5 separate regions of the Mus musculus genome follow, and all the other regions are linked to region 4. The links are chromatin contacts, called in public HiCAR-type, HiChIP or PLAC-seq and promoter capture Hi-C maps. All regions are on one chromosome and are shown on one strand. The core of a region is the stretch at or near the end of the contact, and the rest is flanking DNA. Distances in the headings are between cores, read along the strand shown.

Evidence for each region. Promoter capture Hi-C pulls out the DNA fragments that hold promoters and counts their contacts. HiCAR-type assays count read pairs that join an accessible place to other places. HiChIP or PLAC-seq counts read pairs in DNA pulled down with a chosen protein or histone mark.
Region 1: a contact with region 4 is called in an H3K4me3 HiChIP or PLAC-seq map of embryonic stem cells, with 6 read pairs. The contact joins the promoter of Igsf9b here to the promoter of Tbx20 in region 4. A contact is called at or near these places in 3 of 39 promoter capture datasets (the C10 cell line, cranial neural crest and embryonic stem cells) and 1 of 115 datasets of contacts at active chromatin or transcription factors (embryonic stem cells).
Region 2: a HiCAR-type map of astrocytes shows a contact between it and region 4, with 6 times the contacts expected there. The contact joins the promoter of Bbs9 here to the promoter of Tbx20 in region 4. A contact is called at or near these places in 4 of 39 promoter capture datasets (cranial neural crest, embryonic stem cells, hippocampal neurons and 1 more) and 4 of 115 datasets of contacts at active chromatin or transcription factors (astrocytes, embryonic forebrain and embryonic stem cells).
Region 3: a HiCAR-type map of astrocytes shows a contact between it and region 4, with 5 times the contacts expected there. The contact joins the promoter of Acad8 here to the promoter of Tbx20 in region 4. A contact is called at or near these places in 1 of 39 promoter capture datasets (cranial neural crest) and 1 of 115 datasets of contacts at active chromatin or transcription factors (astrocytes).
Region 5: a contact with region 4 is called in a promoter capture Hi-C map of embryonic stem cells, with 5 times the contacts expected there. The contact joins the promoter of Glb1l2 here to the promoter of Tbx20 in region 4. A contact is called at or near these places in 5 of 39 promoter capture datasets (cranial neural crest, embryonic stem cells, hippocampal neurons and 2 more) and 1 of 115 datasets of contacts at active chromatin or transcription factors (astrocytes).

The regions. Positions count from the first base shown.
Region 1 is chr9:27,295,984-27,300,472 of GRCm38.p6, reverse strand. Igsf9b (immunoglobulin superfamily, member 9B) reads right to left here and starts at 1,369. Exons shown (of 20, transcript NM_001326702.1): 1 at 956-1,369. The coding sequence starts at 1,019.
Region 2 is chr9:22,472,603-22,477,336 of GRCm38.p6, reverse strand. It overlaps Bbs9 (Bardet-Biedl syndrome 9 (human)), which reads right to left and starts at 1,622. Exons shown (of 23, transcript NM_001360259.1): 1 at 1,282-1,622.
Region 3 is chr9:26,997,613-27,002,218 of GRCm38.p6, reverse strand. Acad8 (acyl-Coenzyme A dehydrogenase family, member 8) reads left to right here and starts at 2,670. Exons shown (of 11, transcript NM_025862.2): 1 at 2,670-2,825. The coding sequence starts at 2,723. Thyn1 (thymocyte nuclear protein 1) reads right to left here and starts at 2,542. Exons shown (of 8, transcript NM_144543.2): 1 at 2,454-2,542; 2 at 2,163-2,268. The coding sequence starts at 2,205.
Region 4 is chr9:24,771,389-24,775,876 of GRCm38.p6, reverse strand. Tbx20 (T-box 20) reads left to right here and starts at 1,574. Exons shown (of 8, transcript NM_194263.2): 1 at 1,574-2,158. The coding sequence starts at 2,032. It overlaps Gm29824 (a long non-coding RNA gene), which reads right to left and starts at 153. Exons shown (of 3, transcript XR_870586.1): 1 at 1-153.
Region 5 is chr9:26,803,040-26,807,793 of GRCm38.p6, reverse strand. It overlaps Glb1l2 (galactosidase, beta 1-like 2), which reads left to right and starts at 1,326. Exons shown (of 19, transcript NM_001310768.1): 1 at 1,326-1,496. The coding sequence starts at 1,411.

The DNA.
Region 1 (4,489 bases), core at 120-2,619, 2.5 Mb before region 4:
CCATCTCCCTGCTTTGCGAACTTGCCCGCAGTCGGGTCGGTTCCGCGCGCAGAAACCGTGAGCTCAGAGTCCTGGCAGCTTCCAGGCTCGGCTCTGACTTCCATACAAGGGCCGAGAGCCGGGTGCCACCCAGAGCTCTGCCATCTCCAAAGCGAAAGCCCTCGCGCTCAAGTATGCACCCCGCGCCTTGGCTTCTCCCTAGCTTTTTCTTGGGCTCAAACCCGAGAAGGCAGAAATAAAAAATCCCACTCGACTCTGAGACGCAGCTGGGCAGACCCCTCCCTCGCGGCCCTCGCCCCGAGGCCGCTGGGCCGGGCAGCCTGAAGCGCGGCGACGGCGCCTCCCCGGGAACTTTTGCCTGGCCGGGGCCCAGATGCAGTCAAGGTGGGCGCGGGCGGCCGACAGAACCAAGAAGAGCAGATGCTGCTCGGAGCCTCTAGGTCAATTCTGCTTGTCACCTGCCAAGGGGATCCGACCTCCGCGGCCAAGATGTGTGGAAAGGAAGGGCGCGGGGCGGAGAACCCGATCCCTTCGAGGCGGCTGCGGGGACTCCCAACCTCTTAATCGCGCCTCCCTTCAAGGGCTCCTCCATCCAGCGGTGCTGTGCAGGGCTGGGACGCGCGGAATCCTGCCTAAAGACCATCAAAGTCCCCAGCAGCCAGAGTTAGAGCACTAGGGGTTCCCCAAAGCTCAGATTCGACGTGTGGTTGTGAACCAAGGGGCCTAAGGTAGACTAAGTCCACTTTGATTCCAAGGCGTTCGCAGCCCAAGGGCTCCCGCACCTTCCCGCCGAGTTCCTCCCACCCGCAGTTCCCCAGCCTTTGCCCGGGCCAGTGCTCGGAGGTGCGCCTGGCCGGAGCCGGAGCCTCGCCCCCGGGGTTCGGGAGCCAGAGCCTGGAGCAAAGGTCTAAGAACGCCAAGAGGGTTGGAGGAGGGATGCTGCACTTCAACTCACCTTGAGCCACAAGACCTCGGGTGCTGATCACACTTGCTATCAAAGTGGCCACATACCAAATCATAGTACTACCGCGCGCCAGCCAAGAGCCTCATCCTATCGCAAAGTGCTCCTGCGTCTGCACACTTCTCGTGCCTCAGTGCCCGCTTCTCGCCCGCCTACGCCCCTTGCCGGTGCTCCTGTAGCCCGGGCGGCCCGCTCTCCATCCCTTCCTGGCTCCGCTCGTCTCGGCGCGCGCAGCCTCCCGGGCCCCGGCGCAGCGGCACCTGCACTGCCAACCGAGGCAGAGCGCAGCCAGGTCCACGGTGAAGCCTAGCCGGGCCTGTCCTGGTGGTCCGCCCCTGGCGGCTGTTTATTGGACAGTGCTCACGAGTCTAGGCACTGATTGGCTAAACTCTTAGTCCGTCGCTGCGCGAAGAAGGCGAGCCCATTTCAAGGTGCGTTGAAGTGTAGCGAGCACAGAGCCGCAGAATCATGCGCATTGCCTGGGAAAAGGCGTTGTAACGTCTTTGCTCTATTCTGTTCTCAGCTCAGACTGCATGGCAAGTTTCTGATTAAATAGATGGTAGCTTCTCGTACTGGCTAGTGGGACCCTAAGAATCTCAATAACCCTTGACAGGTTATCCGAGGGGATGGAGCCCCCGCCCACCTTGAGAATCCAACATCCGGTTTCTATCAAGAAAAAAAAAAAAAAAAAAGCAGTTCCCGGGAGGACCACGCTGATACGGGGATAGGGAAACCCAAGCATCCTGGGGAAACTAGGGAACGTCCTTTTCTGGAGAACGGTTCAAAGAGACCACGTGATACCTCCCCCCCCCACCCCCACTCTTTGCTCACTCTCTCAGAACACTACCTCCACCAAACGTTATATTAAGTTAGGCTCCATCCAGCCCAAAGCCAGGAGGATGACTAAAATGACCTCTAAAAGTCGCTAAATTTGGAATGAGTCATTGGCTCAGCTGCGGCGAGTCACAGACCCCTCTGGAACACATGTGCACACGTACTGCCACCCCCATTGCTGGTCATCGTTGCTCATGATTACTAAAGCCATTAACCCCCCCCCCCCAATAAATGCTGCCTCTCCTGCACACAAATGCTGCTTCCTCTCCTACCTTACTGAGAGCCCAGCCCCATATCAGCAGCATAAAGTCAAGGTGGCGTTTGTGAGCGATCAGGGGGTGAGGTAGAGAACCAAGGAAAAGGGAAAGGTCCTCCTCATTTCTGCAGAAGATAATAAATAAAGACGCTGGAAGAGCTTCCTATATCCCAGGCTCCCTACTCCAGCATCTCTTCATCTCCTCCCCCAATACAATTGTGTTTACACAAGGAATAAATGAGCATCATGAAAGCCTCTACAACCATCTCACAGTGTTCTGAGGCTGCCGTGGAGATGTTTATTCTTTCAAGCTTCTGACACAGTGCTGAGAGGCACAGCTCCCTAGGAGGGGCTGTTGGCCAGGGAAGAAATGGAGGGGCAATGAAGGCAATCTCTCAATAAGCACAGAGCATGAAGTTTCCCATAGACCAACAGCTTACTGCTGGAAAAGCCAATGTGTGCGCATGGACTCGTGTATCTCACATAGAGTGGCCTTGAGTGATGGAGGGTCATTCTTTTTGGAGAACTCCACTCTCGTTGCCATCCAGGAGATGAAAAGCTGAGGCTCCTAAGCAGAGAAGCACACACACTAATGAACTTTTATCATCTGAATAGCATCTGGAGAACTGGACTTCTGAATACCTCCTGCTTGCAAACTCGCCCTGCTCATGCGAACACACTCATGAGTTATCACTCTGTTGATATATTCCCATGGGCCACTGCTTTAGGTCCTTTCTGGGCTGACATTTCTTTCCTGGGGCTTTGGTGAAGCTGCACGCTCTAGATCTCCTTGACGCATCAATTCTCAGGCAACATGCACCAATTCTACCTCCAACACACACATATGCAAGTCTCCCCATAAACAGGTTTGCACACATCTATATACGTCCATACATACTTCCTCTGGGTCCTAAGTCTATCAAGACTTATTGGGATCCACTTGCAGAATGGGTGATGAGGCTAGGCTATGATTTAATTTTGACCTCAGAAACGTTCATGTTGTTGGAAACTTGATCCCCAAGGTGGCAGTATTGGAAGAATGGAACCTTCAAGAGGTAAGTCCTAGGAGCTGGAGAGACACTTGGCAATTAAGAACGTGCACAACTCTTGCAGAGTTTGGTTTTCAACATCCTAAGGTAATTGTCCATGATCTGTAACTACAGCTTTAAAGGATCTAACACCCCTTTACAGGCACTGCACTCATGTGCACACACACATACACACACACAAACACATATAGATATAGTTTAATATAAAGACGTGAGTTTGGGGCTGGAGAGATGGGGGGGGGGGCAGGGTTAAGAGCACTGGCTGCTCTTCCAGAGGTCATGAGTTCAATTCCCAACAACCACATAGTGGCTCACAACCATCCATAATTGGATCAAATGCCTTCTTCTGGTGTGTCAGCAACACTGTGTTCATATACATTTTAAACACACACACACACACACAAACAAACAAACAAACAAACAAAAAAAAAAAAACATGAGTTCTACTGAGAAGTCCTTAAGTCACTGGAAGCCATGCCACTGCTAGGTAATTCTCCTGGGATCTCCCTGGTAGTTCTCATAAGAAGGCTGTCATGAGCAGAGCTGGACTTGGTGGCCTAGGTAATTGTCCCAGCATTTGGAAGGTCAGAAGTACAAGATCATCCTCAGCTACACACAAAACTGAAGGTCACCCTGAGCTACAAGAGACCCTACTCTCATAAAAGAGAAGAGAAAACAAAGCGGAGGGTGGGGTGCTGTTAAGAAGGGAGAAAGGCTGGCCCCTCCTCCTCTCTACCTGCTACCTGGCTTGAAATCCAGCCGCTTGCCAGCACATGCTAAAGCTATTGCCATCTTCCATCTGTCTTGGGGCTTTGAACAGAAATAAACCAGAGCAGGTACCACAGCCGTGAGCATGCAGAATTGTGTGCTAAGTAAATCTTTCTTTTCTTCATGAGTCTACCTCCTTGAATATTTCATGATAACAAAACAAACAAACAAAACAAATCAACAAAAACAAACAAACAAAAAAAATGGTTAATACAACTGCATGACTCCAGGATTCATCCCCTTTTATATGCTCATAGCAGCATTTGACACCTGTGGAATGGTGTTCTTTGTCTTCTGAGGCTGGGATATAGGCAATATTGAGTCCATAGTCTAGCCCCAGGTCCTTCAATCCTTGAGGTAGAAGAGACGCATCTATTTAACATCTATGGAGCATCTACTTTGAGACAGTTTCTTCCCAGAAGTTGAGGAAAAGATAAAGCAGTTCCCACAGTCCATCCCTGCTATCCTTGCTTGGCCACCCATCTTGTCTTCAGGAGGATGGTAGTTTCTGCTAGGAAGTTAAAACCGTATATCAGATCAGAACTTAAAAGAATAAACTGAACTAGAGAGATGTTCAAAGGAAACTAAAAAGAATGTATTTCATCTGGAGATTCAACTGGA
Region 2 (4,734 bases), core at 373-2,872, 2.3 Mb after region 4:
CAGTGAGATGGCTTGGCAAACAAAGATGCTTGCTGCCAAGCCTGACCGGACCCACATGGTGCCAGAGAACTGACTCTTGCAAGTTGTCCTCTAACCTCCACACCTTCACTGTGGTACCCATGCCCAACAACATACATGCACTGAAATATTAAAATATTAAAATCTAATCAACTTTTAAAACTATAGCATAAACATAAGTGGGAGGTATAACCACAACCAATATACATAATTTTTAAATCCCTAAACTCTTACAAATAACTTGTAAATGGTTTTCAAAATAAAGTCTCTTGTTCTTAATTCTTATAACATTCTAACCCATCACCAAAGAAAAGACAAAACCCAATCTCAATTATTGCTAATAAGTTACTTCTTGTCTCTTGGAATGTTAGCAAACAGTAATACATTCCATGGTGGTACACACCTGTAATAACAACATTTGGGAACCTGAGGCAAGATATGCTTAAAGATGGCCTAGGATATACAGAAAGTTCCAGGCCTGTTTTGGGCCACATTATAAATTTTTAAAAATAAGAGAAAGGAAGAAAAGATAAAAACCCCACTTTCTCTCCAGTATCTTTCAATTTGTGTGTATAAAGTGAGATGTATGTATATATGTGTACACATTAGACACAATTTGATGTTTAAAGACAATGTGAGATACCAAAAAATAATCTATACGTTTATACAGAAAAATCAAAGGCAAATGCAGACCTTGCTTGGGAGGAGCTGCTGATAAAATCAGCTTAGTCCATCTAAACTGCTGTGGTCTGCAAAGGAAAGAGAAAGGATAACCATTAATCCTATTGCAGGCAGCACTGGAGAGCATCAACATGCTCCCACTTCAGCCGCAGACTGAGCAGCGATTTGACGCTCTGCTCACAAGACCTGTTGAAATGTCACAGGAGAAAGAAGCTCTTACTCCACGTGACTGCTACATGGACTCCTTAAAAATCACTCCCCGCTCAAAGGTGTTTATAGGATCTACCCACGCCGTGTTAGCGGTTTGTTTGAATGCAAGCCTCCTTTCTAATTAAGAGATCATCCTACATCTCCCGAACCATTACATGGCATTGAGCGTTAGTCCTGTTGACCAAGCATAGCCAATGCATTTATACATCCGAGATTAATTTCTGGGATATTTCTTACCTGATGCCAACAAGTGGGCTTTGACTCGCCTTGCTACGAACCCACTATCCACAGACTTCCCTCCGGATGAGAATCCAGTGCTGGAACAGAAGTAACAGCCGTGCAAGGAAAAACAACACTTAACACCACTAGTACCTCTTGGTCTTGTTTGTGTTCGAAGTTTTCCACGTTCCCAAGCAGACAGAATCCTGCCAAGCAGCAACACAAGCTCCGCGGAGGTGAAGTGAGTCCCAAGATCCCCTGCACCCTCTTGTCATCCCCCAGAGACAAGCAGGGGAGACGACATGGATCCCTCGGAAGCCACAAGTGACAAGAGAGAAAAACTCCAAGTCCGGATGCTCACAGAGAGGATGAAACCACCAGGGAGACTGTAAGAGGGGTGAGGCTGCAAGACAACAGCCTGCGGAAGACACCTCCCCACTCCAGCCTGAATCCAAACCGCCTTCGCCCTGTTGTCATAGCATTTTACAACGGAGGCTACTGCGCAAGTCAGACGCGGGACCGCAGGGCTTGCTGGGTGTTGTAGTCCGAGCGGCTGAGCGCGAGCTGTGGGGATGATTTCCCGTGTCGCCCGTATGGAGTAGAGTGGCTACGGGGCGGGGTAGGGCTGGGCGCCTCAGAACCACCTAAGCAGGCCTGTCCCTCAGGGTATCGGCGGCGGAAGTCCCGCCCCTGTGGGGGTTCTCGTGCCACAGACCACGCCCTCCTGTGCTTAGGTGTTATCCTAGTGTCTAGGCCTGAGCATGTAAATGGTTTACCTGTTTGAATCCGTTTTCTTTCTTTCCTTGGCCTAACTGCTGTAGCCAAGATTTCAAGCACCGTATTGAATAACAGTGAAGTGTAGACCCCCTTGTTTCATTACTTGTTTAGAAAACATATCTACAGTTTCTCCCATGTAGTATATATAGGTTATAGGTTAATTTATATAGTCTAGATGGCTAATCTTTGTTGTCAACCTGATACACCTAGAAAGAGGTGACCTCAACTGAAAATTCCCTCCGTTTAGTTAACCGGTTGGCAAGTCTGAGAGCATTTTCTTGATTGCTTAGTGATGTGGGAGAGCCCAGCCCACTGTGGGCTAGGCTGATGGGTCTGGGCATATAAGAAAGAGAACCAGAGAGCAGCTGTCCTCCACAGTACCCACTTCAGCCACTGCCCTGTTTGGGTTCCAGAATTGACTTCCTAACCAGTGGACTGTAACCTGTAAGATGAAAAAGGCACAATATGTTCTCCACGCCATTTTTGGTCATGGTACTTATCAAAGCATCAGAAAGCAAGCTGCTGCAGCTCCGTGGCGTTGGGGTATGGCCACTATTTTCTTCAGGCCTTTTATCATAATAGAATATTAAATTTTGTCAAAGGCCTTTTCAGTGTGTACTGAGACGACCATGCGATTTCTCTCCCCGAATCTTTCTGTATTGAATTACATTTATTGTTGGACTGTCCTGGCATGCCTCGAATGAAGCAGAGTTTGTTCACCCTATATTTTTTATTTTTTTTAGAAATATGATATTAAATTATGTGTATTTCTGGGAAATTTCTACATAATAGTTTTTTTGTTGTTGTTGTTTGGTTTTGTTATTTTGTTTTTTTTTTTGTTTGTTTGTTTGTTTTTTTAGTTTGGTTTTGGTCTTGGTTGGTTGATTGCTGTGCTCTTACCAAGTTTTTGGTATCAGAATGAAGTTAGCGTTATAAGATGAATTTGCAAGTGTTCTTTCCAGTTCTATTTCATGAGGAAATTTGTTTCTTTTATTTATTATATCTGTGCATATGAGGGTTTGGCCTGCATGAATGTAAATGCACCATGTGCATGCCTTGTGCTTACAGAGGGCAGCCCAGTGCTTCTGGAGAGCAGAAAAGAACACTATATTCCCTTGAACTTGAGTTACAGACCACTGTGCACCTACACACACATGCTGAGAATGGAACTCAGGTCTTACGGAAGAGCTTTATTTGCTATTAACCATGGAGACATCTCTCCAGCCACCTATTTTATGGGAATTTTATTTTATGTTAATTTTTAACATCTGATTGAATGACAGAGTGTGCTCCTCTAGTTTGGAGGTTTGTTTATTCCAGAGACTGCTCCTGCTCCCATGCCCTTGCCTATTACTGGTCAGCTCCAGCTGTGTACAACTCCAGCTGTGTACACCCTCCTGATGGAACTTTGATCATGTGATTCTAGAGAAGTCTCCTTTTCTTCTCGATTTTCTAATTTGGGATCCACTTTTTAAACATGACACTGATGATCCCTCTGAATTTCACGAGTATCCATGTGGCATCCAGTTTTCATCTCCACTCGCAAATAATTTAGAGAGGTCTCCTCTTTCTTTTGCTTAGTTTGGCTGAAAGTGTCTAGTTTTGTCTTTGCTAAGATTCAGCTCTTCCATGGACAATTATTATTCTTTTTTTCTAATATATTTTTATTACTTGAGAATTTCATACAATGTATTTTTAAATTATTTTTATTTTAAGCATATTTGGATTTTGAATAAGAACTAATCAAGCTTGATAACTGTCTTAATTAGGGTTTTACTGCTGTGAACAGACACCATGACCAAAGCAACTCTTATAAGGACAACATTTAATTGGAGCTGGCTTACAGGTTCAGAGGTTTAATCCATTATCATCAAGGCAGAACTTAGCAGCATCCAGGCAGGCATGGTGCAGGTGAAGCTAAGAGTTCTACATCTTCATCTGAAGGCTGCTAGCAGAATACTGGTTTCCAGGCAGTTAGGATGAGGGTGTTAAAGCCCACACCCACAGTGACACACCTACTCCAAAAAGGCCACACCAACTCCAACAGGGCCACACCTTTTAATAATGCCACTCCATGAGCTGAGTATATACAAACCATCACATTTCACTCTGTGGCCCCCATAGGCTTCTTCAAACATATGTGTCCATTGTGGCCATACCTAAACATAGCAAAATGCAAAATACATTTAGTCGAACTTCCAAAGTCCCTATAGTCTATAGCAGTCTCAACAATGTTAAAAGTCCAAAGTTCAAGGTCTCTTCTAAGATTTATCCAATCACTTTACTGTAATCCCTAAATCAAGACAGGAAACTTTCCAGCTGGGCAAACTCCAAACTGCATCTCCACGGCTGATGTCAAAGCGGTCTTCAGATCTCCAACTCCCTTTTCATCTTTGTTGCCTGCAACAAACTTCTTTCTTCTGGCCTGGTTCCACTCCCTGTTAGCAGCTTTCTTCAGGAGATAGACTTCAATGTTACAGCTTCTTGTTTCAATGTCTAGATCCACACATGATCTTCTGGGTTCCTCCAAAGGGCTGGCATCACTTCTCCAGCTCTGCCCTCTGAAGCACTCTAAGCTCAGGTTGATTCACTCCATTGCCACTGCTGTTCTTGGTGACCATCTATGGTACTGGAATTTACAATACAATGGGGTCTTCCACTGCAACTAGGCTTCACCAATAGCCTCTTATGGGCTCTCTTCATGGAGCCAAGCCTCAACTCCTTTGCATGATCCCTTCAGTCCTGGACCATCAACTGCAACTGAGGCTGCACCTTCACCAATGACCTTCCATGGCCTTTCACAGAGCTGAGCCTCAGCTGCTCTTCATG
Region 3 (4,606 bases), core at 1,421-3,920, 2.2 Mb before region 4:
TGATTATTTCACACAACTAGGACTTAGAAAATAAGTCTTATCATAAATGTTTAGAAAAACTAACCATTATAATCATTATCAAGTGAAGCTTGAAAGAAGTTTAATCAGGACCATGTAGACGTGGCTTAAAAAAAAAACCCACCTAGATTTTTCTTTGCTCCAATGGTGGGGCCTGAGCCCATTGTTTTACCTATGCTAGACTGGGCTCAAATTCTGCTTCCCTCTGGAGGCCTCCTCTTCCCTGCTGTCACAAAGCTATCTTCAGGACCTTTCACTCATACAGGTTTGCGGATTCCCTCAGAGGAGGAGCTGGATCTTATCTTCACTGTTCTCATCTTTTAGTCAATTAATTGCCTTTTTCTATTAAATTCTAACTGACATAGAAATCAAGAATTGTATGAATTTACTAGGCACCAGCTGCCATACAGTGTTTCCACACATGTACACGTTAATACTCAATCTGTCTGAATATACTTCCTGAAGCATCGATTTATATTGAGATAGGGTCTCAGAACCCTGTAGCCCAGGCTGGCCTCCCATTTGCAGCCACCCTCTTGCCTCAGCCCCCTAAGCATTAGGATTACAGGTAGGAACCATCACACCTTTTTATTTGTTATAGAGCTGTGAGTCTCCTGTTATTGACCAGGCTGGCCTAGGACACATGAATATCTTGATGATAGATATGAACTGTCATATTTGGCTCTACTGTACCTACTTCTCTGAAATGTACACTGCACTGCCTTTACCAGCAGGACATACTGCTGCCTCCAACAGCCTGAGTTTAACTCACAACCTGGGGTTCTTAAACCACAGGAAAAAATTTCAAAGAGAATGAAGCCAAATTAGAGTTTAAGATTTTAAGCCGGGCGTGTTGGCTCATGGCAGAACTTTAGAGCCTGAGACTCCTTGGAGCCTTGCTACAAATTCAAGGCCAGACTAGGCTACAGGCTCACAACAGGAAAGGGGCTTAACATAAAATTGAGCAAGCATTAAGAGGCCAGACATTGTGTCAGTAGGTAAAGGCACTTCCAAGCCAAAAGACCTGACTTTATCCCCTCAGGCACATATGATAAAAGAATCCCCTCCACGGCACCAGCATCAGGGCCAGGGCACACACATGTAAAACCTGATAAAACACAAGATAAGGACCACAGAGAAGCCCTAGAGCATTAGGCTTGTAAGCATAGCTGCAATAAGTTTCTTAACAGCTATGTCTAGCATTTTGGTAGCCTCTGAAGTCACATTGTTCAGGAAATTTAAGGGTAAGTCTAAATGGTTTTGGTGATGTAAGAAACCTATAACCAAAGCACTTGGGAGTGGGGACAGAAAGATCAGGAATTCAGGTCATCCTCAGATGCTTAGCAATTCCAAATTGACAGGCTGATAAGATAAAGACCTAGGAAAAGAAAACTGTGTGTGTGAAAGGTGGGGTCTCCTGTGGTCCAGGCTGGCCTCAAACTCTACACGTAGTCAAGGAAGATCTTGAATCCTGATCTCCCTCTGATTTCTAGCTTTCAGCTTTTTTACATTTCACATGAAATCATGCATGCCTTTCTGTGCCTGGCTTATTGCATTCAATGATAAAAGCAAAGGGTTGGCGAGGTGGCTTAGTTGGAAAAGGCATTTTTTTTTTTTTTTCAAAGCCTAAGGACCTGAGTTCAATCCCTGAGATTCGCACAGTGGAATCGGGGGATTGATTCCTTCAAGTTATCCTCTGATCAGTGTGTGTGTGTGTTCCCACATACTGTACAAAAGTAAATAAATGTAATTTTTAAAGAAGTCTCTTTTCACCTATGCTGTCAAGGTTACACACACACACACACACACACACACACACACACTTTGGAGAGAGGGCCCTGCTTATGTAGTACTCATGTAGTACCAGGCTGGTCTTAAACCCAAGGCAATTCTACAGCCTCAGTCTCCCACATGCGTGGGCCACCACAGTTCCGTATATGTATGCAGTGCTTCATTGCACTATTCTTTGATTGGACAAATAAGTGGAAGGGACTGAAAGTGGAAGTTCTGGCAGAAAGAGTAAAGAAGACGATAAGCAACAACCCCCAAAGTCTCCAAACCAGGGAGTGGAAAAAGGAAATAAAGCACGCCCTACAAGACCACGTTCTTTACCTGCTGCCTTTTGCAGCGTCGGTTCAACTCACCTGGACCAGCAGTCCCAGTCTGCCTCTTGCGGGGTCTCGGCATGGCCTCTCTGTAGGAGGCTGAAGCTAACCGGACGGGTAAGAAACAGCTCTTGTCTTCTAAAACCTGCATGGTGCAAGATGGAGGCAAGAAAGCATACAGGGCCTGGGACTTATGAAGAAAAGTCATGATTAAACCATTCTAATCCCTCTCTCGTTATCTGCGCCCTTTCCTTCTCTCCTAATCTACCTCTAAACTCTCCTGAGTCCCTCCCTAATTCGGCTTTACCCACCACCATTCATTCAACGCACCACCCAAACGCCTTGAAGCACTGCCAGGCTAATCTTCTGGGAGCCTTGAGGCGACTGGCGTGCCCGGACAGGCTTAGTAGAAGACGCGTCTCAGAGGCGCCGCCCCCACGATCTCTGGGAACTGTAGTTTCAGAACGCCAGTAGTCCTATTGGAGCCCGCGCTTCAAGGGCTTAATGGACTACAACTCCCAGAGTATCAGGGGGGCGGGGCGGGAACGGCTAGTTCTGGCCTGGGCTAAGAGGCCTGGGGTCTGAGATTCGAAGTTTACATGGCGATGTTGCGGTCCGGATACAGGCGCTTTGGCTGTCTGCGCGCGGCACTCAAGTCCCTGGCTCAGACCCACCACCGGAGCATCACCTTCTGCATCGATCGTAAGGCTCATCTAGGCGAGGGGAGAGTGGGTCTTCGGTGGGCATCTGTGCCCGCCCGAGTTCCCAGCGCTTTGGTGGCTCTCGGGCTTCGCCTGACACCGATCCCTCTCGGGTCCCTTGACGGACTCACTTCATCCTCTGACTCTGCCCGTCTGGGACCCACTTCTCTCTCCCCGACCAGTCCTGTTTCACGAACTGGCTTCCTCCCATAACTCAGGATCTACTCTCGGGACCAGCTCTTAATGGTCCCTGTGACCAGCGCTCAGTCCAGTCCAGTTGCCTGTCCCCCGACCCCGCCAATGCTTTTCAAAGACGAAGGAACGTGTGACTTTGGCAATAGATTTCCAAGGTAGAAAGAGCTAAGTATATGAGCGCTGGTAGAGATAGTTGAAAAGCTCCAGGTTATACCGTATGTTTTGCTCACAAGTATAGATTTCGTAAAAACACTCATACTGTAGAAACTGCTGCAGGAAAAAGAAAGATAACCGCAATTGAGAAACCCTATCTGAGATTACAAACTGATTGTTTAAAAACCTGGCAGAAAACTTGCATGTAACTGGGAGTGTTTGCCACCCATGCAAACCAAGCCAAATATTTAGATTTGTCAATCACTTTAAATACCAAACTAAAAACCAGAACCACCTTTTCTTCTGAAACAGTTTTTAAAATAATTCTAAATTTTATTTTAAATAAGAATCTATTATTTATGGCCTTATGGCTTTGAAAATTGAGAACAGAGTTATAAAGTACATGGAGGCATAGACTGGTTTTTTGTTTGTTTGTTTTTGTTTTGTTTTTTGTAGAAAACCAGTTTTAAGAGTTACTGCCCTACTTAGGCACCTAAAATTGGGTAAACAAAGTAGCGTGGTTTGGTACTAAAGTTAGGAAAGAGTCTGTCCCAGTAACAGATTTACGTTATTGATTGTTGTTTTGACCTGGGCAACTAAGATGTGTGAGACAGGCTTTATTTGTGCAACTGTGACACTTCTGGAGCTAGCTTTGTAGACCAGGCTGGCCTTAAACTCAGGAGAGATCACTGGTGCCTATCTCCCAAGCCTTGGCTGTACCACCAGAGTTCAGCTTGCTCTCTTTCACTGTTTTTAACGAAGTGTTGGAGTTGGGGATCTAGCTCAGTCAGCTTGAATGCTTGCCTAATGTTTTCATTCATGCAGCCCTGGGTTCCAACCCCAGTATTGACTCGGCCTGCCAGACCTGCCATGGCATATGACTCTAATTCCAGCACTTGTGATGAGGAGGCTGGAGGATCAGGGTCCAGCCTCAAGTTACATACAAAGATGAAGGCCAACCTGGACTACATGAGATCCTGTCTTAACAACAAAAAATTATTTTTGAGTTGTTCAAGATACTTTTCTACTTGTAGATTTGTGTGCCACGATAGTGGGTGGGCTGGGGTGCTTAGCTGTGTAGTAAGCATTCATTGGGGGTTTCTTACCCACCTTAGGTCATTTAGTTCCCAAATAAATGACACGAGACCTTAATAAATATTATGGCCATAGGTTTTCTTCCTTTCTCTCCTGGCTCCCTCTCTCCCCCTCTTCATCTGTGCCTCAAACACCAACCCTGGGAACCCTGGGAACTGAAGCTCCGCCTACCTCTCTTCTACCCAGCTATAGGCTGTAGACATCTTTATTCAACCAATAGCTTTAAATTAAGGTGCAAGGTTTGCACAACAAAAGCTGGCATAGGTGAGAGAATTCTCTTGAGGCAACGTGACCTTGGGATACATAATTTAGCATTGCAGCATTGGAGGCCAGGAGTCA
Region 4 (4,488 bases), core at 325-2,824:
TGGAGGACTTCACTCCCTAGCACCCACACAGAGGGCTCACAACAGCCTGTAATCCCAGCTCCAGGAGATCTGATACTCTCTACTGACTTGCACACACTTATGAGTCCAGAGATTCCTGACCTGTGGGGAGGAGAGGGGAATGACTGGGACATGGTTGGAGGATGGGGGAGACTTGCAAAAAAGAGACACTGCTCTGCCAACTTGTCACCTTCGATCTTTTCAAAGTAGTTGGTCCAGACAAGGAAAAAAAAAAAAAACCTTCTAGTATGAAAAGTCTGCAGTTTTACTAATTTCTAATTTCCCTCAACATTGACACATTACAACCCAAATGCTGAAACGAGCAAACATAGACAGGATGGCCAGGCCAGTCTAAATCAGAACTTCCTCAGATGCCAACATTCTGTTTACACGGGATGTTCTTCATAGTTATTCTGGCTCTCGATTTCGCCCATAACTATGTTTCGGGAGCTGTGAAGAGGATGCAATGGGAGACAGGGTATGTCTTTCTTTTTATGTTCTTCACCCCACCCCTCCCCTACCCCCTTAAGACCTACCAAGAGGTTCCTAATCGCCAGATCAACTGGCTGGAAAGGAGAGCAAATATTTACAAGTATAGCTTGAGTGTGTGTGTCCTCTAGAGTTTACATGGTTGAGAGTGAAGCGGATTACCCCGCGAATTTGGAGAATTCGAATTATTTAGACTGAGCAAGGCCAACAGGACTCCCTCCACAAGGCTGTGGGAAGTCCTTAGCCCAGTCTGCGTCTGCAAGGCAGATAGATGGTTCCGTGTGGGGGGGGGGCGGGGGAGGAGCCAGAAAGTCACTATGCATCGCATGGTCCCCTTAGAGCTCCAAGTCCTGACCCCCCCTCCTTGCTTCAGGCCACTTCCCTACTTTCAGAGTCTCCAGAATAGAAAACCCAGACTAGAAGGGAAACAAACCACCACACAGCAGAAAGCCAGGTTCGCCAAAAACAAAATCAACAAAAACAAACAAAAAATCAAAACAAAGTATCCTTCCTACAGGCACCCTGCAGCTCAGCATTCTTTCCCAGAGCCCTGCCTCTCCAGCTCTCTGTGAAAAGAGACATAACTTGGGGACTGTCAAGTAGGGGACCTAGCACTAGGCACTGTGCTGCGTCACCAGGTTAATGCCGCTCAGCGATGAGGAATTTGCTCTACTGGGCCCTTCTCAACTATTTGGGAGCTCCAGTAGGAAAGGTAGAAAATGCGGAACTCAGTAGGACTTCCTTTGGTGACATTCAGTCCAGAGCAACGCAAATGCCTGTTTCTGGGTAGCAGTGAAAGTGCCTCTCTAGACAGCGCATGCTTCCCTCCTGCGGGATCTGAGACTCTGGGCGGAGGCGGTCCGGCTAGCTCCGCCACCCTGTTCACTGTGCGTCTTCTCCGGCTCTCCACCGGGAGCGCAGAGGCAGGAGGGCGCAGTGCCCTAGGCGCTCTCTCCCTGCGCCGCTCGGCCCCGCCCCACTCCGCACAGTCTGGAAGCAGTGACGTGAGACCACGCTGACTGGCTGCTGCCCGCAGGGATGGCCACCGCCAGCAAATTAAGGCGCGAGGCAGCAGGCGCCTAGGCACAGTTTAGGTCGCGCCTTGCTGCGCTCTGCAGAGAGGAGATCCGACTCCCTGGTTTCCGCACCCTCTAGAGTCCCACGCCGATCGTCACCTCCTCGGACTTGGGCCACTCAGCGGACCCAAGGAGGGAAGGGAGGGAGAACTCGGCGTGGGTGCTGGGGACCCCGCGTTTTGCGCAGTGGGCTTACAGTTTTGAGTTCCCGGCTGGTCCCCACCCTGCTTTCCTGCTGGTTCGAAGTCTCTGCGGCTCCCCTGCTTTGCTCTAGTGGACTGGAGAGGCCATCAAAACCTGGGAACGGACGCTTCGGGGGGGTCCCCAGTTCCGCTTTGCTTGCTCTCTGGAACTTTGAGCTGCAGTTTCGGGTCTTTGTCTCCCTTTGGGGAAGCTGGACTGTGGTTTGTCAGTCCAGGTTCCTGAGCAGGACCGCACGCTGGGAACCATGGAGTTCACGGCGTCGCCCAAGCCCCAGCTCTCCTCTCGAGCCAATGCCTTCTCCATCGCCGCGCTTATGTCCAGCGGCGGCCCCAAGGAGAAGGAGGCAGCAGAGAACACCATCAAACCCCTGGGTAAGTCGGGGTACTAGGCAGTCAGTATGGGCCCTGCTAATCTGTTTCCCGGGTGCGGGCAGTTTGCTCCGCGGGAAGCAAAGGTGGCTTTTTCTACCGTCTGGATCTACTGCTAAGTCTCAGAGTATGGACCAGAATTCGGTCCTGGGAGAAAGACTTTTTTTTTTTCTTTTCCTCTCAAGTTTTCTTTGGAGGCTTCACCATCAATTAAAGGTAGTGAATTCTCACTACCGGCTTGTGTTTGTATTCGCTTTCCCCAGTTTCTTGGAATCTCGACATCACTTAGATAGTATGAATGCTGTACAAATTTGTTTGTTTGAATGAAAACAAATTCAAGGACAAGTAAGGGTTAAGATTCGGGATCCACGGTGGTATATAACACCCAAGCCTGCGCTTGGAATCAAAGACTCTGAGACTTCACAAGAAGCCAGTTTAATTTTTCTATCACAATTAACAGTCTTAATATGTCTGAAAAGGACTATAAAATAGGCCGGTTTTTCCACGCAAGAGCCGGCTTTTTTTTTTTTTTTTTTTTTTGGTCAGGAACCCCCATTTTATACTTGCGATTTTCAATTGAGACTGGCAAGGCCTCCCCAAATTCCTCGAAATTTAACACTGTCTCTATAAAAACTGTTTTCTTTACAGAGGAAACTAGGCACAGATTAAAGAGAGATGAGCGGTGAGGGTGTCTTGAGCACACGAGAGTTGTATAAAAGCAACTGCTCAGGATAGGGGTTCTGAAAACCCTTACAACCCAGGGAAAATGAGTTGCTATTCTAAGGGCCTTGGTAATAATTATCGCACACCCTAATCGCCGACTATCAGAAATCAAGTAGCTAAGTTAAGACAGTTGAAAAAAGTCATCACTTTTTTCTTTTTCGCTATCCCTTCCCAACTCTAATACATTTCACATCCAAGATAAACACTAGAGAAGAAAGGGGCTTGGGAAACTAAGGAGTTTACACAGTGACAGGAGATTACTAAAGTCCAAAACAACAGTGGTACCAAGGAGATGTAAGACAGGGAAATGAGTGTGAATAAGAACTCCTAACTTCCACCTAAGTCAAGATCTGCGAAGGCAATGTGAGCAAGCCAACAAATCCTGATTATTTAGAGAGAGCATTGGCTACTACTGTCCAAGTTGGACCTGCTGAGGCTTCCGATCATTATCCTTGTACTTAGGGAATTTAATACCCCCATCTCATTTTGGTACCCAGTAGGAAAAGAAGATCTCAGGTCAAAATTCCTGACAAACATGTGAGCAGTGGTCTGGAAGCTTGCCAGCTCCACTACTCTCATTTCTGTATCAGTTCTTTAACTAGTTTTCTAAATAAAACAGAATAAAACAAAGCAACAACAAAAAATGTTCTTCAATCAAAATTACAAATTTTAAATGCTAAGCCAATCCTAGCTCTCACCCCGGTTACCCCCTCCAGTCTCTGAAAGGAGTCTGGTCACCTGTTTGGAGAACAACTCTTGTCCATTTTATTCTTATCCCTTACACTCACCAGCCCAACAGAACAAATTACTTAATGTCTAAATCAAGACTCAGAAACTGAAACACCCAAAGGTTCTTTTAGGAGATAGAAGGTTGTTTCATTGGGGAAAAAGATGTCTGCAGATGGTGGATTTCCAATGTGTCACTCAAGTATATTAGCTCTACTCCAGTAACCTCCTGGGCAGTTCTTTCTTGTTGTCCTTCTCTATTTCTGTGGTGCTCTGGCCAGGTGGCACTTACAGGGCTTGCCTGTCAGTTGTTGGAAAATAAGAGAAAATTAGATGGTGTCCCAATTCCCTATAAAGATGTGGTGTATATTCACTTCCAAAAGTGTTTCAGGATGTTGGTACTTTCTGGGTTCCTTTGATTTTGAAACAACCTGCATGATAATTCACTTGATAATACTTAATTCACTCACGTCTATTTTCCGTTAGCCTCACATTAAGAAGCATGAGAGATAGGAACCATTTCATCGCACAAACTCAAGCACACACCACACACATGTGCGTACACACAACTGGCACTGGTTGGCATTCAGGAGAGCAGTTAGAACATGCTGGTTTGATGGTAGGGGGTTTGAAGTAATTTCTTTTTTAAGAGATGAAAGATAATTGGCAGAGGAAAACAAATTCAATCAAACAAACACCCTGTATTGCCCCAAAGTTAGTGTCCAGTCCCTTATCTGCTGAGCCAGAAAATGTCTGACTCATAGGCAGTGATATTTCAATCTACTGGTGATTGGCAAAACCTTTTCCTCTTTCAATTCCTGCTATCTGGAGTTGAAGTTGTTTCTCTCACTTCCAGGGCTATTTGGAAGAAAAGCAGTTGCATA
Region 5 (4,754 bases), core at 77-2,576, 2.0 Mb before region 4:
ACACTGCTATAGTGTGTGTATATATGTGTGTGTGTGTGTGTGTGAATGTGTATGCGCATGTGCATGCACATATGTGTGGAGTTCCTGGAACTGGAATTAAAGGCTGTGTGAGCCACCAATGTGGACACTAAGAAATGAGTTTAGGTCCTCTGCTGTTAATGGCTGAGCCACCTCACCACAAATGTAAAATGTTAATTATGACTCTTTTAAAAATAAGAGTTCAGTGTGCTAGGTGTCCAGGCCTGAACTAGATCAGGGGAACTAAAGGCAGAATATTTTGGTCTTTATTTAGTGCTACTGAAACTTCAGTGACACTCAGCTCTCAAATAATCTTAAGTAAATTATTCAATGTCCTGGCTTTTAACATGAGTTATTACTTCAAAACCATTTTTCTTTTCAAACTTTGAGTTGTTTTAAAAGACATTGTCTTAGTCAGGGTTTCTATTCCTGCACAAACATCATGACCAGGAAACAAGTTGGGGAGGAAAGGGTTTATTCAGCTTACATTTCCACACTGCTGTGCATCACTGAAAGAAGTCAGGACTGGAACTCAAGCAGGTCAGAAAGCAGGAGCTGATGCAGAGGCCATGGAGGGATGTTCTTTACTGGCTTGCTTCCCCTGGCTTGCTCAGCCTGCTTTCTTATAGAACCAAGACTACCAGCCTAGAGATGGTCCCACCCACAAGGGGCCTTGATCACTAATGAGAAAATGACTTACAGCTGGATCTCATGGAGGCATCTTCCCAACTGAAGCTCCTTTCTCTGTGATAACTCCAGCCTGTGTCAATTTGACACCCAAAACCAGCCAGTACAGACATTTTTTTTTTTTTTCATTCACCTGTCAGGCACACTTAATTCTTGCTTATAATGAAATGCTGTGGGGAGTGACTTTCTCCCAGTTTGAATATTCAAAGATGCAGCAATAGTTCTATACCTCTCAAACAAACAGGCCCAATAGTTCTATACCTGTCTGCACTCATATGTAGGAAAAGACCCTCAACTTAAGTGCCTCTGCGATTCAGAGTGAGAACCAGGCTGACATGGGAAGTTGTTAGCTGTTAGGTACTTGATTCCTATTTAAACTCAGTAAGCAGGCAACTTCAGCTGCGGAACACTCAGACAAGTTTGGGCCTGGGCTGAGATCGCCCCGCCCCTCGACAGCCCCGCCCCCTGACAGGCCAGCTCCGCCCCTCCCTGTCCTGGTCTCCAGCCGATCCCTTGTCTGTGCAAGGCCCGGGAATGGAGGCGGGACCATAAACCTCAGCCAATGGGCGCCAGTGGGCTGGGCTGGCCGTAACATGGTTGCCCAGGTAACCAGTGAGCGGCCCCGCCCCTCCGGGCCAAGGCTTTGGCGCGCCTCTGAGTGTTGCTGGAGTGGGAACCCGGGTGTCTACCAGCAGCGTTTGCAAGATGCCCAAGTGGAGTCTGCGGCGGAGGCCAGGCCGCACACTCGGACTCCTGCTGCTGCTGGTCTTGAGCTTCCTGGTGCTCCGCAGGTGAGAGAACGCTCCGCCCAGCACCTATGGGACTCCTTTGGTCCCAGCCCAACACCTCAGGTTCTGGTCTGCCACAAATCTGGGAAACCGCGACTCTAATCTCTTAGAGCGCTCCAACAGCCTGGAGTCCCTTCGAGCCTCCAATCATTCTTACCCTGCCTCTGGGTAAAGCAGGCAGGCACAGCCCTGTCAGTCCCTAGGGGTCAGTGTGTTGAGTTTCGCAGCGTTCCATACTTGGTGCTGGACTCTGCTGTTCATAGTCACGTCCAGTCCTGTGGGAAGATCGACAGAACTGGCCTTCTCGTTTCTCTTCAGACACCCCCATCACTCCATGTAGCACCCACTGCTTTTCTTCCAAACCCCTACATTTCTTCCCAAGCTGGAAGTCTCTATTCTGCAAGGTTAGTGTTGTGATGTTTACCGTGAAGGTGATGTCCATGGGCTTCTCTCAGACTCTCAGCCCTGATTTACACCGCACTGCTGTTTATGTCTGTCCACTTTCCTCCTTCACTTTTGTACGGCCCCCTTTTATGAACGCTATTTGTCCCAGTCGGTGGTGTTCATTGAAAGAAAGGTTTACCCACTGCTCATGAACAAGTTTTCTGGTGATCTACTCCAGAAGGTTTCCAAAGCATATCTATTTATAGGAGTCACCGGCCTGACGATCTTCCAGGTCAATGCCTGGCGCTTTACATATTCAAACTCTCCAGTGTTGCTGGGAAGCTTGGCAGCAACATGGAGTAATTTGTCAGTAGACTTGAGGTCAGCCTTGAGAACTGGTGGTAGCTTACCACCCTTAGTTTTGTCTTTGGTTCCTTTCTTCATTTACCTGAATCAGAGACTAGGGCTTTTAATTTTTTTTTATTTTTATTTAAGATCTGAGTCCTTTTTGCTGCCGTGAGAACACATTTGGAAACTTCACGTGGACACCCTTTCAAGACTTACATCTCTTTGTTTCTGAGAGGATGTCATATTGTTTGAGATGAAACTAGATCTTTTCTCATTCTAGGGTCCAGGAAACTCCTAAGGCCTTTTGTTTCCTTAGTTGTTCCAAACACTTTCTTATTCATTCGAACTGCCCTTTCTTTGAATTTTAGTCATGGCTTCTGTCAAATTCTCAGCTTTCCCCAGGGGCACGGTTGATGTAACTCCATTGGTATTACTCCAGGCTGAGGCAACACAAGCTCTTGCATAGAGCAGGGAACCATGGAGCTGGAGCTCCAGAGAAATAGTTGCTTGTTTTTGATCGAAGTACACCTGTCCCTGCAGGTGACTCAGAGAGGTGACTGATGAGGGATGAGCCTGGTCAGGTAGCATTTTCTAATAGTCCTCAGGAAAATGTGTGGGAAGGAGGAGGGACACTTGTCACCCAGCAGGACACTGATGAGGGGTGAGGCAAGGGACAGGACTGTGAAGAAGCAGCCTAACCCTCTCGTAGGTGAGTAACTGATTCCCTACCCAGGCAAGCCGGCCCCAGCAGAAATCATGAAGCCTGAAGTTGCTTCATGACACTCTCTTTTGCAGCAGGCAAGGAAGGTTAAAGAGGCACCGATCCAAGGTCAGGGCCATCTTTTGGGATCCCTTGAGAGAACAAGTCTCTTTGGCATCATTTTGACTATATCTTCTCCATAGGTGCATCCTGTCTAGTTCTTTCTGTATTAACATAGATGAGTTACTTTAATAGCTATGAAGCCAAAGGGAAACAAACTGGCCCTCTCTTCCTGGCTTCCCCCAGCTTTGACTAGGTCATTAACTAAGTGGGTGGTGGGGGCCTCTCCCAGCTGTTGTTGGGGAATGTTGGTGTGGCTAATGGAATATAGGTCACATGGAAACTGGCTGCTCTCCTCAAAGTTCTCTGGAGCCCAGCTTCAGGACCAGTCCTTTTCCTGGATCCCATCAGCAGGTATTTTGAGGTTTCTGGGGGTTAGGTGTTTGGCTTAGAAACATTGCCTTTTTTTTTCTTCCTACAGTTTATTCACAGAATTATAGCTGTTTGATTAAATCATATCTAAGACATATTTAAGAGGGCTAAAAATGACTTTATGGGAAGATTTTATTCAATTTGGTGTTTTTTTCCTTTTGTGCCAAATGATGTCTTTGATGTAGATAATGTGGGAAAAATACCGCTACAATTAAAAGTAGTAGAAATAGCCATCTTCCCTCCCCCTGAATTCTTTGGTACCCCATTGTTTCCCTCCCACTTCTTCTTCCTCTGCAAGACTCAGTAACTACTGGTGGATTTTGTGTGTGTGTGTGTGCCCTCATATGTTATCTGAGGTCTGCACTCTCTCTTGGCTTGCTCCTTTTCTTTTCTTTCTCCCCACTTATCTTAAGAGTGGAATCCTGTGTTTTCTGTCACGTGAGCCACGCTTACAGTTGGTTGCTCTCCTTTCTGGTTTTCCTTCCACTTGATGAACACAAGGAAGTCTATTTGATATGATCTGGCCACAGTTTCTTTATGATCCTTTTCCTCAGGGCACTTCACTGAGCAATAATTCAGTCAGTTCTGCATATCTTAGGCTTAGATTTTTATCTGGCTAAAATGGGGGGCAGTGCTCAGGGAAGGAGGGGGAGGGAGAGGAGGAGGAAGAGAGAGGGGGGGAGAGAATGAATGAATTAGAATGAGTATGTTAGTCAGCCTCGTGTTTCTTAGAGACGCCTTCACTTCTTTGCTCTGCCCCTTCACCCGCAGTATCTGGATTCTCAGCCCTGGTGTCTTTCTCTCAAACTATTCCTTGCTAGAAGTGGGTAAGTGGATGGCTTAGCTATGGTAGTTGCATTTAAATTTAAATCAGTGTGCTTTCCAGAGGCCTGGGGACAAACTGTGTCTGTCATCTGATGTTTTGTGGAGTTTCTGAGTCTTATGTATTTTAGGACTCCATTCTGTTTGAGTCCTGAGTCACAGACCCCAGAGTGTCCAAACTCTTTGAATATTGTCCCTTTCATCTTTTAGTGGTAAAGGTTTTAGAATCTGGGAAGTGTCTCTGGGCAGACAGTCACATACCTCATAAAGGTGGCGAAGCAAAAGTGGCCTGGGAAGTAGCTCACAGTGCAGGACAAGTAAGATGTCTGACCTATTCTGTGCGTTGGCACTGGGATTTTTACAGAACCATGGTAGCCAATCTCTGAAGGAAATGTTCTATTAGGACTTTGACATTTTATTTTATTTTATTTTATTTATTTTAAAGATTTATTTATTTCATTTATATGAGTACACTGTAGCTGTCTTCAGACACACCAGAAGAGGGCATCAGATCC